2 separate regions of the Muntiacus reevesi genome follow, and region 1 is linked to region 2. Evidence: chromatin contacts called from public Hi-C data. All regions are on one chromosome and are shown on one strand. Each heading gives the region's core, a stretch centred on a gene start, on an enhancer-like site or on the middle of the called end of the contact. The rest is flanking DNA. Distances are from core to core; before and after follow the strand shown.

Region 1 (6,674 bases), core at 1,632-4,131, 380 kb after region 2:
TTTGCCATCTTATCAATTAGACACAGGGCAGAAACAAACTTCACAATCACCACAAAAAGAAACAAGCTCAGAGCTACAATAATCTGCCCAAGGTCAAGCAGCTCATAAGGGAATAAAGGATTTTTTTTCCTTTGGGTGGGGAAGGGTGTCCAGACTGAAGTCTTTGCACACACAGACCAACAGGATTCTACAAGATACTAAGGAAATGCTAAAACACTAAAAACAAGTTGAGCTTTGTTCAAAGATTCTGCTCTCGTTTACTTGGGCACCCTTCCTCAAACTCTCCGAAGGAAAATACCTTTCAAAGAAAATGTTTTTTCTTAAGAAAAATTTTCACTGAGAATTGACACCAAATTAGCACAAACATAGTAACGTAAGCTTTCAATAAGCAGTGTTTGGTTAACTTTTTGTTTATATTCTATTATTTCCAAACTCTAATTCCTAATAGGAAAGTACCTGCTATTTTATATAAAAGGCAAGAGAATATGGAGTACTCAAAAATCTCCCCAATGGAGCATGAGAGTCCAATACCTTCCCATTTTTATACTAGCTACTCACTTACCTATTTTTATGAGACATATTACATGACTCTAAACAAGATAATCTTTCCACATCTTAATTCTCTCCCTATGAAGCAAGGAGAATGAGGCTAGAAATAACGTTGATGATTGTTATTTGGAAAGGGAAGTTTTCTGGGTAATTATTCACTTAAATGGTAAACTGGAAGCAGTTTAGCTGTCTCAGAAACACCTCAAACAACACATTCAAATAAGAGTTCTTTTATTTTCATCACCTATCCAATTCTCTCCCAGTTGTTCCAAACACCAGGAAAGCCTGAAGTCAAGAATGATTCCACCCACCACCTCCAATCCATCACAAGGCCTATGGTTTCCATCTCCAAAATACACCTCAATTCAATCCACATTTCTCCATCTGCCAAAATAGAAAACCAGTCATCTCCTGCCTGATCATATATTTTACTGGTCTCCCTGTGTTTAGTCATTCTGTAATACGTTAATCACTTAGCAGGGAGCTTTTAAAAGAGTAAATCCAATTGTGTCTCCCTCTCTCTCTCAGGTAAATTCACTCCCTAGTCACATGAATTCTTAAAAAAAAAAAAAAAAAAACCTTCAAAAGTTTATTTAGAAAAATCAAACTTACCAGGTATTGAGGGCTCTTCCCAACCTGGTCCCACCCACTCCTTCAGCCTGGCAGCACCCTTCCTAGTTTTTCACCAGTCCTGGGCTTCTCTAGTGCTTCTGAGTTCTGCACTCCTCACATCACTTGCTGCTCTCCTCTGAGCCTTGAAAACACTGTCTCAACACTCTTCAGGTTTCAATGTAAAATCACATCTCCATCCCAAATAAAGTACTCTCTCTTCCTCTTTCTTTGTAGAACTCTCCACAGTTTATTATCTCTGTATTTATTGATGTATCTATTATCAATCTAGCCCAGAGGCTGTACCATGAGCTCCTGAGGGCAGAGATCCTGCTGTTTTCTTCACATTTGTATACCTGCTTCTATCGCAAAGCAGGCCCTCAAACAGCTGATGAACTGCTGAAAGTAGGGCATGTGAGTAACACTGCAAGGTAGACTTTTTTTTCATCTCTGATCTAAGGTCATACTTACATACTTGTAGATACTATATGCTGAGTGTTTTCTATGTGCTTTGATGTCTCAATCCTTAAAACTGTGCATTGCGATATGTTATTTAGCCTGTTTTATAGATGAGGAAACTGAGTTTTCTCAGAGAGCAACTCCTCAGAATTCCAACCCAACTGAACGACTTCAAAGCCTGTGCGTTGTTCTACAGTGTAGCCTTTCATGAACTTCAGCAGGACCCGTGTTTCTGCCTATTACTATTTAAACGGAAGGCAAAGCTTACACAAATTTAAGACCACAAGGCAGAGCCCACACTCCTTGATGGTTAGATCCAGTAAGAGAATACAGCATAACCTGATGGCTCCCCTTCTAATCCTGCAGAGATGGTTGGCATTGACTGCTTTAAAAACGTCATTACACTCTGTTAAAATGCAGTTTGGCAGATGAAATCTACACAAATGAAATCTGAAAGCTGTCAATAATAAATAATGGTAATGGTTTTCCAAATGCATTCATTGGTAGTACAGGATAATTTTCTCACACATACTGCCTTCAGTACCTCTTATCTACAATTAAAAGCAAATGATACACTTAATACTAGCTGTATACAACTGCATCTGCATAAGAGTGTTCTGACAGGTAAACACCAATCCACTCTATTACTGTTTAAAGAAAACAAACCTTTCCACCTTAAGAAAATTCCACACATTTTTAAGCAGGTGTGTTTTAAAGGGAAAGGTGTACCTTCGATTGACTTCCATACTTAACTCGGTGGAATACCCACTCCAACTTCCTGATACTGGAGATTAGAGGATTAAAATCGTACATTAAAAGCGTTTGTTAAGGTTATTTTCTCAGTACTGAGAAGACTAGCAGAAGTCAGGCAAAACACATGCCATTTTGCCGAGTTAACCAAGCACTCTCGCCGTTAGACTTTGGAAGCAGCGAGACTAGTAGAAAGGATTTCACAGTCCCAGTGAAGGGATTCTGCTACCACCTAGGGCTAGGAGGGCCCGGCGGCAGTGGCTACCCGAGGCCCGGGTGGGCCCGCTCGGGCCGGGGTCCACTTGCTGCGGCCCGACGCCTCTGCCGGGCTCGGCCTGCTTGGCCAGGGGCCGGGCCAGAGTGCACTGCTACGTGAGGCACCCGAAGGACCGAAGCACCACACTCACCTCCGCCGGCGGAGCCAGCGCTCCCGAGCTGAGGGGCGCCGGACGGCTAGCCGGGGCTCGGCAGGCGAGGCGGGGCGCCGGCGGCGACGGGGCGGGTCGCGAGCGAAAAGGGGCGGGGCGGGGCGGGACCCTCTCTTCAGAGGTTTGGGGGAGGAGCGAGCCCGGGAGAGGAAGCTCGCGATAACACGCCCCTGTGGTCGCCGTCTTACGATAGGTCGAGCGAGATGCTCGTTTTCCAAGCGGCGTGCCTATTGGTCAAAACTGCGGCTTCTCTGCGACTGGCCCCGCCTCCGACTCGGTCCTTGCTTCCGGCTCTGGCCTCAGAGGTTACCGTTGAGCTGGAGTTTAGTGCTCAGTTTTGAGAGGGTGGTTTAGCTGGCTCCGGCCTCAGGGACCGTCAGTAACTTATCAGTTCTTTCGTTCCTACGTTTACTGACGCACTCCTCCTCCTGTTCAATACATACGTTGAGAAATTAATAACACCCAGTGTGTACCACGCAACGTTCTAAGATCTGTACACAGGTTATCTCACTTAACTCATGGCAATCCTATGACACAAATACTATTATTATACTCGTTTGACGGATGAAAAACGGAGACCCGGTGGTTTTCTGTAATGTGGCCAAGGTTAGTGATCAAGTAGTAAGCTTCTTAAAGCACAGTATAAAAAGAAGTCACTGCGCGCTGGCAAGTTCGTTCCAAACTTGAGGCAGTAACCCAGTCTCTGCTCTTGAAATACTTGAAGTGTGCTGCGAGAAACGATCGTGGAAAGGACACTAACAACTTAGTAAGTAAAGTACTCTGGCAGTTCCTAGCATGACTGAGTAGTCTGTCAATAAATATTTAATAATATTCCCGTGTCAGCAGAAAGAGTCATAAAAGGAAGAATCTTTCATGCTGGTAAAAACGAAAAAAAGAGAAAAATCCAAGCATTGTTAGGAAACAGTAAAAAAAAATACTTTTTAAAGTTCCTTGCTTGTTAGTGTGACAACGTTTCTTCTGAAATGAAGTTTTTAAAAAAACTTCCTCTCACGAAACCACTGTTATTATTCTTTGAAAAGCTTGATGCTGATTAAACTACTGGTTCATTGTCAAGCAATCTTGACTATAGATTTATATTGGTTTACTTAGTTACTGTTAGAGATAACCTGCAAAGCAGACTTACACTAAGTAAAAATAAGACCTATGGCAAAATAACGTCTGCCTTCTGAAACTGACACAAAAGTAGCCATGTGATTCTTTGTATTAGTATATTATCCTATGTGTGCCCTGCTCACTGGTGTCGGACTCTGCCACCCCACCCACTATAGCCGGCCAGGCTCCTCTGTCCATGGAATTTTCCAGGCAAGAATACTGGAGTGGGTTGCCATTTCCCCACATAGTGATCGAACCTGCGTTTTCAGAATCGCAGGCAGATTCTTTACCACTGGGCCGCCTTGGAAGCCCATATTATCCTATGGACACTCTTAAAAGTTGTCTGAATTTGTCAAGTGCCAGTTTCACATTTTGCCTCACTCAAAACAAGGTGGGCGAGGGGAATCCTCTAATCCAAACCAGTAATTCGGCAGTCTTTGGTAAACTTTAACATCAACGGGCAGTGATACCACTTTAAGAAAATTCCAAGGAAAAGACCAACCCCCGTTTTAAAATTCCTTCCTCTGGCTCCCAAGGATTGGTTTGCAAACTTAGACAAAATACTCTTCTCCACTCCCTATTGGTGCATAATCTGTCATTCATTCTCCCTGGAATTTAGTGTGGTACCAGGTCGCTTTACGGGAAAAGACTGCTCCAATTTAGCCTGGAATTGCCCAACTTTAGACTTTTATCATGGTGCTCAATCTGTAAAAAGAATCACCAAACTGATAAAACCAGTACAGCGTTGGATCAAACTGGTAAATCAGGCTGCCAAGACAACTGTGTAATTCGATCGAAAAAGAAACGGACAACTCTCAAGCACACAGGGTAATTGACAAAGGATTTTACGACACAGTGAGAGATGTGAGAGTTAAACTTTTCTGATTTTTTCCTTTTGCTAGTTTTAAAGGCATAGATGTCAAAGGAAAAGCAAATAAACTGCTGGCATAATGCAAGAATGGCAGGAGGAAGGTTTATCAGAGGGTGTTTTTCTTTTATAAAGAACATTATTCGCAGATTAGCAATGGATTTTGGAATGGTAAAGGGAACAAGGTAATAAAATTTACTAAAGATTATTTTATACTCCAAGAATCTGTGGTTTATTATTGCATTAATATGGATTTAGAGGAACACTTAATAATGTTATTGTAATTATTAGGAGAAATAGATATTTTTGTTTGTATATTATCATACCTAGCATAATAGGCAATCCAGCTGTTAAAAGATATCATCTTTGGACCCAAGTTTTGTGTATAAATGTAGATTTGGAGATCTAGGGACAAATCTGCTAATGACAAGGGAAAACATAATTTTGGTATATGAAATAGAATCAGAAGGTGATGAATGTAAGGATAAATTCTCAAAAACCAAGTCCAGCATTTATATTTTCAAGAATGATATTTTCACTAAAACTAAAATATAAATTCTGGAAATACTGATAAATGAGGATGATGTATATTAAAGCTTAATTTGGAACAGCATTTTAAAAAAATCCAGCCCAATGTAAAATTCCAAAATATAGAAACTTAATGATTCTTCAAACATTAATTCAGCTAATAAATAGACCCACTGGCACATTTATTCCTCTACAGGCCTAACTCAAGAGTAGGTATGCAATAAATATTTCTTGAGTGTCCTCTATTAATCCATATATGGGGATATAAAATGATGAAATACAGTCTCTAAAGAAGCTCATACTCTATCTACCTGGGAGAAGGAGACTCAAAAAGTTTAATGAAGACTTCTGGATAGTTCTTGGGGCACAGATGACTGTTGCAGACCATAGGTTCTTCAGGTGCTTAGGCCAGTAAAGCAGAAATATTCAGGGAGAATTTCACGGTGGGGTTAAGACCCATTTGGGGCTTGAACAATGGGCAAAATTTCAGTAGAAATTTTGTAGAAATTTCAGTCAGAAAAGAAATAGCATCTCAGGTAGTGTTTGAGTTGTTAGCAAATATGTGCAGCATAAAGAATAATTAACTCTGAGGCAACAGAAGTTTCATTTGGGGATCTTGTTTTAATTTTCAAAAAAAAAAAAAGCATGAGAATGTTACACAGAAAGTCAAAACTGCCAGAATTAAGGAGTTTGGTCCTGGATTTTAAAGGTAATATTTGAAAAAGATAAGAATGACATTTCAAGAGCAGAGACCAGAAGCTAAGGGGCTAAAATATTAATACTATAAATAATGGAATATATATTGGTAGCAGCCTCATGAGACATTTTCTCCAAATACCATCACATGGTTGAATAACATAAATCTTGATGCATTTCTTTCTTTCATTGATCTTATTTTTTTTGTTTAGCACTACTAATATAAATTTTTACATTATTTATTATTAGGTATAATTTATAACAATATTATTTATAGATGAGGTGATAGTTGTGGTGCTATAAAACAGTAAAAGTGATTGTTTACATTCCATCAGTTTTTGCTCCTTTTCCCTCAGAATTTACCTGTGTTTCTTGGTTCTATTTAACTGAACTGAGGGAATGTCAACCAAATAAAAGTTGTGACTGAAGAATACCATGGGAAGATGGGAGATATTTGTACTCAGACTGTAGGCTTTCACCTGACCTGTTTCTCTGAGACAAAATTCAATTCCATATTCTCCATGAACTGCTACCATGTACCAGATGATATCCTTCCAGTAGTGGGCAAAAAAAAAAAAGTGAATCAAGGACCACCTCCTCTCCAAAAAGCAAAGTGCTTCAGCGATACCAAGCAGAATGTTTGTCTCCTGCTTCAGAATTTGCTTCAAAGAATC
Region 2 (7,164 bases), core at 3,079-5,578:
CCAGGTACGATCCCTGGGTGGGAAAGATCCCCTGGAGAAGTAAATGGCAACCCACTCCAGTATTCTTGCCTGGAAAACCCCACAGACAGAGAAGCCTGGTGGGCTACATATAGCGCATAGGGTGCAAGAGTTGGATGTGACTTTGTGACTAAACCAGGTATGTTATAAAAATATTTTTCTAATTTCAAATTTTAAATACTGTATTTTAAAGATGCCTCTCACAGATAATCACTAAGAGATATGTTTCATTGAAAGGTAGGAAATATACTCACATTTGACTTTGATTTTTTTAATATGCAGAGAGATCATGGAAGTTAGAATCCAACAATAATTGCAGATAAACCAACTACACATTTAATGTATAACATGACAATGAATTTAAGATGTTGGGATATTTTATCCCAAACAAATATATGAGCATTCTCCTGTATTTATGCATTATATGAACTCTTTCTTGGTAACAAACACTAAAGGTACATGTAAGAGGCAGACCACCTATACAATCTTCATAGGAAGGAAGGGATGAAGGGAGATGATGCAATACCCATTTTTGTACATTAAGCCTCAAGCAACCCCTAGGACCTATTACACCATTGTTTCATTTAATTTTAACAATTCTATGGGGCAGGTGGTATCATTTCTTCCCAATTTCGTCAGTGGTAGAGCTGGGATCAGAACCAAGATCTGACGACAAAGGCAAGCAGCCTTCCTTTACTTGCAAATCAGCACAATGTGTTAAAGTGTTTTTTGCAGGAAGTTATCTAACTAGAATATAACTTTATTTTCCATATTTATAGTTGTCTTATTACTACACATTGAAAGAGCACTCCTCAAGCTACTAAGAATATTCAGAAATTTTCTTTCTAATCTAAAAAAAAAGGCAATGCTAAACATGTTCAATGCACAAAACATTATTTTTCATTGCTCCATCACTAATAAAAGAAAAATTTCAGCTAGACTTTGTAACATTCACATGTGCCAAGTGTTTATCTTTCAAAGCAAAAAGATATGTGCATGGTCTGACTACAAGACAGAATATATAAAATTTAAAATGCCCACATAAAATCAAGGACCATCATCATTATATGTTAAAACAAATCCCTTGCTAGACTTTATAAAAGCAGCAAAAGGAGAGGAAGAAAAGATGATGGCTTTCCAAAACCTGACTGATAAGCATGCCATTTCCCAGTAACAAATTTATGGTTTCTCCCTCCTAGATCAGAAAACACATCTACTAAAAAAAATTTTTATTAAAATATTTCAACTTCAAAATCATATTCTAATAAATGTTTTCATAATTACTTAACTACTCTCAGAATACACTTCAATATTTCTCTCTTGATAACCAATGAGTGATGACACTGCTGCTTGAATATTAATAAAATTAAACTGCACTGCATCCTAAAAGTAAAAGGCAAAACAATAATGCAACTACCCTGAAAAATAAAGCCTCACCATTCAAAATAACTCACCTTGAAAAGATTATTTCCAATTCCATTTACCAAAACAAAGGTCTTTGTCACACATACTCCCATTAAGGAAACATTAAAAACCCTAACAATATAGATCATTCTCAAGCTCTAATTCAACACAGTGATATTACAATTATTACCTCTAAACCCCAAAAAGGTACCTTCCTTCTACTGAACACCCTCCACCACTCATTCACTCATTGCTCTAAACAATTTAGTGGAGAGAAAAAAAAACTTCCTGGGAAGTAATTTAAGGAGTTAAACATAATTTTATCATCTTTTCTCCAAGATTAATAAAACCATAGTTATATATATAACACTGTGAATTAAATGAAATAATTGTGTTTAGAGAGATCACTACTACCTCACAATGCCTCTAGTAAATAAACTTTCACTGGAAGCACTCTTCTAATAGAATTATTAAAGACTACGTCTACAAAGTACTTAAATCAATAGTTTTAATTCTTCAGTATTTTCACTGCAACACCATTACCACAACTTTTTACACTTTACTACACTGCTCACTGAGAATTAAAAATGATTCCAGAATCGGTTAGTGAATCATCATATAGAACTAGACACATAACATGTGTTCATTGTTTGATATAAAGTCTAACTAAAATTGTCATCCACTTCAGTGAAGACATTTTTGACTTTTTTCCTAAAACAAAAGCTGCCTTTAACAGGAAAAGACATGAGTAAAGACTTATAACTCCAAAAACAAACCAAAAGATGTACATAAAAAGTCATAATTAAAAAAAAATAAAATAAAAATAAAAAATAAAAAAAATAAATAAATTTTAAAAAGTCATAATAAACAAGAGTTGTTTTAGCCTCATTTCTTAAATTCATACTAAAATAAATGCCATTTCTGTGTTTGCAGGGAAAAAAATCTTTAAGCTATATTGTTTACCTTTGCCACAGACTGTACAAGTACTGCCAAGGTAAGACAGATTTTAAAACTGACAACTGGAGTACTTGGCAGTTGCCAAAACAACACAGCTGGATTCTTAAAGGAAAAGTGCTCTTGTGTAATGTACACCTAATTACAGCTTTAGAGAAACTTCTCTCCATTTAGTAAAAAAAAAAAAATACACATGGAAAACATACTGCACTAAAACTTGACAATTTTCTGACAATATTTTTTTAAAAATACACATAACTCTTAACACACCACAGCAGGCCTTTTTAAAAGCACACATATTAGAATCACAATCTCACTGTACACTAAAATGCAGGTTAACACTGTGCTATGACTCTTCAATCCACACATGGATCCCTACCGAATCCTGACAGGATGCTCGCTTCTTATCTCAGCAATCAGTCATCAGGTCTGAGGACATTTTTACAGTGACATTTTGGGGGGGGGGGGGGGGGGCGCGGCACACAGCAACTTGTTTTTTCTAGTTCAGAAACGCTCACCATTTCCAAACTTGTTTATACTATCTCACCTACCAAGGGATCCTCATGGATCAAAGACAGACGGAATCGAACTAAAGGACAAAGTTTCCATCACAGAAAACCTTCCCTGCGACCCGGGATCTACTTTGGACGGACGTGTCGGGGGCAGCAAGCGGTTCCCTATGCAGCCCCTTCCCCCCGCGACGTTTCCCCGCACCGTCGGGAATCCACACCCGCAGGTGCCCCCAGGTCCAGGCCACCTTCTGGCCCCAAGTACCGAACCGGTCAGTGACACACACACACACAAACACACACACACACACACACACACACAGAGTTCCGTTCCGTTAGACCAACCTTCATCCAAAACAGAAGTGAGGGAACTTCTGAGTCCAACAAGAGCGCAAAACGCCCCCTGCACCAGGGGTCAGTCGCTTCGGGGAGACCCCTGCCTAGCACGGCAAGATTAAGAAAACGGCCCGCGGGCGTTTCCCCACAGAGAGCCTCCGGACCCCCAGGGAACTCCCTCAACTTTCAAGGAGGCGACGTCCGCCACCGCCCCCCAGCCCCAGACGCGACGTGCGCCCCGGGAGGCTCCGAGCGCCTAGCCCGCGCCGCCGCGCCTCCCTCAGCCGGCCCGCGACGCCCCTCAGCCAGCGGGCCCGCCCTCGGGGCACCCCGCCCCCACCTCCACAGGAGGCGCCGACCCCGACGCGACCACTGCTCGCCGCCTCCCCGCACCCCACCCGGCTCGCCGCAGCGCGCCTCCGCCCCGGCCCCTTCCAGCTGGACGCGGCGCCTCGCCGCCGTCCCGGGGGCCCCGCGAGCGCCCCTCCCGAGCGGCGCCGCCCCCCGCCCCGGCGCCCCCCAGCCCTCACCCGGTCCTCTCGCGGAGACGCAGCCCCCTAGGACCCCACCGACCCCACCGACCGAGCCCTGTCACCAGCGGCCCTCACCCGGTCTCCGGCGAATGCGGGCGGGCGCACACACGCCGCAGCCAGGGCCCGCCACCCGCGCTCCGCGCCGCCCGGAGCCGCCTCCTTCAGCCCCGGACTCGCCGGGACATCCGCGCACGGATCCCCACACCGGGGCTATTTTTAGGAGACAGGCCCCGGCCAGACCGGAACTCGTTCCGTCGGCGCGCGTGCGCACTTCTCCACGGCCCTCTGTGTTCCTCCGCCAGGCTCGCCTCTCCCTGCCTTCTTGCTCCCTCTCTAGCGTCTCTCTTCAGGTTTCCTCTCAGGGCTGAGTTATCCTCTTGGTGGGGCCCGGAGCACTTGGAGTGGGGAAAACAAAGGTTATGGGCCGGGAGAGCCGTACCGTGTGAGGAAGAGCACTGCCCCACAAAGGCGCGCGGGGCGGACTATGTTTTTTCGGGTGGGTGAGGAGACGAATCACCCGGCACAGGAAGGAGATGACGGCGGTTTGGCGCCGGGGCTGCGCGCCGGAGCCCGCTTCCCTCAGAAGGACCGTGTTCTCCTGGAAGGGATATTGGTCACTTGATGAGGGCTCGGGCGCCTCCCAGGGCGGGGCGGCCCGGCGGCGTCGCGCCTTGCAGCCCCCGCCTCCCCCGCGGCGGCCTCCCAGACCAGCCGCCGGGGCCCGGCCGGGAGCGGCTCCAGTGACGAGGCGCGTGGCGGGTCGCCTCGCGCGGCCGCCCGCTCCGGCCAGCCCGGGGCGCCGGGGGGCGGGGCTCCCGGGGGTGGGGCCGGCGTCGGGGCGCGCGCCCGGCCGTGGCCGCGAGTCCGGTGCCAGGCGGCGTCGCTCCGGAGGGCTCGGGCCCCGCCCGCCGAGCTTCTGGAGCCGCCACCGGACCCCCCGCCCGCGGGCCGCGCTCGGCGCCCCCGGGCTCCGCTCGCCACGGCGCCCCGCGGGCTCCGCTCGCCGCGCCCACGGCCTCGGTGCGGCCAGTACCGCACCTGTGTTTTCGCCCGAGCGGCCGCCGGGCCACCCGCCCTGAGCGAGTGCGGTGGAACCCAGGCCCCCTAGACGGCGGGACTTGAAGCGGCGTGGAAGGCGAGCGACCCCTTTCTGGGTGGTCGGCCAGGCTCCCTGCGTCCCAAGAGAGACGCAACCTACTAGTCTTTACTACTAGTAATAGTTGCTAGTAGGCACAGCTGGTATACCTTTAGCGCTGAACTGTGCGAATAGTTTGCATTTGATATCTCGTCATCCTTACAACATCCCTATGAAGTAGATTCAGTTTCTATTCCCATTTTACATAGGAGGAAAAGGAAGCTCGAGTGCTGAAGTGACCTTCGGAGGTTACAGAGAGCACTGAGCACTTGAACTCCTGACCACCCTGCATACTGCCTTTTCTGAGAGAGGTGCGAAGGAGATGTGTGGGGGGAGCTGTTGATTTTTGTCGAGGGAGGTCATTAGGAGGTGAGCCGTTGTGGTCTTTGCATCGTGAAGGCTGCTCCCCTGGCGTTTCTACAGCCACGCTGCCTATCTCTGCACCTATGCAGTGGACACAAAGCCAAATAATTATATTCGTTTGAAGATGAAAAATTCATTCCCAAGGCACTTGAAAACAAAGTGGTTGGGGTGAGTGAGCAGATTCGCAGAGGCTATGGGTAGAGAAACTGGGAAGTTTCAAAGGAAGCTGGAGACTAGCAGGCTTCCGCCCTCAAGGACAAGGCAACCTCCTGGGGAGAACGCAAAAGGGACACGCAGACATCAGACACTGGCAGATGAACTTGGAGTTCTGCTCAGAGCCCCACAATGTGTTCCGAGGAATCAGCAGCAGGGAAGTTTAAAAAAAAAAAAACACTTTAGAATTTGGTGTGACCCTGCAAACCATGTGGAAATGCACACTTTTTAACCTGCCAGAAGCTGCAGATCCAGCTGGATTTGACTTCTCTGCTCTAAGAAAACAGAAGAGTTGAACAGTTTTCCTTCAGAAAAAGGTGAGGTGGAGAGCCGGTGGGTGATGGCTTCCCTCATTCACTTACTCTTCATCCTGGAAGGAGAAGAGGGACAATGAGAACAATTTTTTCTGAAAGAGTTTTTCATACTCTCATTGTTCCTTCCCATCTACCACCCTTGGCAGAAGCTGACCTTCTTGGAGGCACATAAGACTCAGTTCAGACTGCCCGCCTCCTACCCTTTCAGTGCTACTGGTCATTCCAGAAAGTCAGATAGAGAACTTGGCTTTGAGTCTAGCCAAAGCAGAAATGAAGAGTATCTGTGTTGCATAAGAGCATCTCTTTCCCCAACTGCCCCCCCCCCCAATCAAAGCCCTTGTCTAAAAATTGAAGGAGGGAGGGAGGGAAGAAGAAAGGAAAAAGGGAAAGTTTAAGAATTCTAGAGCACAACTATTGTAAAATCCATTAGCAAACCATAATCACTGTTATCTGTAACTAAAGTAACCAATCTCAGGAAATTATCACAGCCTTTATGGTCTCAGAAGCATGTGTCTGAAGTCCGGTGTCTCCAACAGTTTGCTGCACTCAAGCTGGGCATAGATCATGTGCCTATGGCTTCAGAGGAACTTCCAAAGAGCAGCATCTCTTAGTCCTCCAACTTTTTCTGTCCTCCTTAAAGCTCTTAGGTGTCCAAGTGTGTCTCAACTGAAGGGGCTCCACGTTGTACCAGGCACTGTGATATAGAGGTGAGAAGGAGCAGCCCTTCCTTCAAAGAGGCTGGCAGGCCATGGGGGAGGTACACCTTAAAACACAAGCCAGCTTGATAACCACCCAGAGAGGGGTTTCCAAGGAGACTAGAAGAGCACAGAAGATGAATATCTAAGAGGGGAAGAGAATTAGGGAAGTTTTAGAGGAGGCAACCCCACAGTGAATCAAAAAGCGTTCAAGAAGGATGAAAAGGGGTCCTCTCATTATGTCTTGATCTGAAGAATAAAGCCCAAGCTCCCTGGGAGGCAGAGATCTCAGACCACTGGTCAGCCTTACCCTCAGCCTTTCCTGCCAGATACCTCACCATCCCCATTCAGAAATAGGAATCACACACCAGGCTATTTTCTGTGTCTATAGGATAAACCCCTTTGCGTCTATCAGGTCTCCATTAGGCTTCATTTTCTCTAATAGCTTTTCTCTAATACAGTGCCTAGTTGAAGTGTAAATATTTCTGTATGTATGTCTGTTTCCTTCCTTCTGGTGAGTAAGCCCCTTGAAGACAAAAAATGTGATTTATTCCTTAATTGACCTGCTATATCTAGTACAGTGCCTGACATGTAGTAGACAGTCAAATGTTTGTTAAATATGTTTGAGCAGCCTATAGGCAAAGGAACTGCTGTGTGCAAGGACCCCGTGAGTTTGGCTCAAGAGAGAAA

Evidence for each region. Hi-C and Micro-C count contacts between places; a contact is called where the count stands out from the background.
Region 1: a Hi-C map of muscle shows a contact between it and region 2, with 4 times the contacts expected there. The contact joins the promoter of LRRC28 here to the promoter of MEF2A in region 2. A contact is called at or near these places in 2 of 3 Hi-C or Micro-C datasets (blood and muscle).

What each region holds. Positions count from the first base shown.
Region 1 is chr15:6,523,862-6,530,535 of mMunRee1.1, forward strand. It overlaps LRRC28 (leucine rich repeat containing 28), which reads right to left and starts at 2,882. Exons shown (of 9, transcript XM_065906676.1): 1 at 2,775-2,882. TTC23 (tetratricopeptide repeat domain 23) reads left to right here and starts at 4,527. Exons shown (of 12, transcript XM_065906944.1): 1 at 4,527-4,772.
Region 2 is chr15:6,141,874-6,149,037 of mMunRee1.1, forward strand. It overlaps MEF2A (myocyte enhancer factor 2A), which reads right to left and starts at 4,329. Exons shown (of 13, transcript XM_065905908.1): 1 at 4,194-4,329.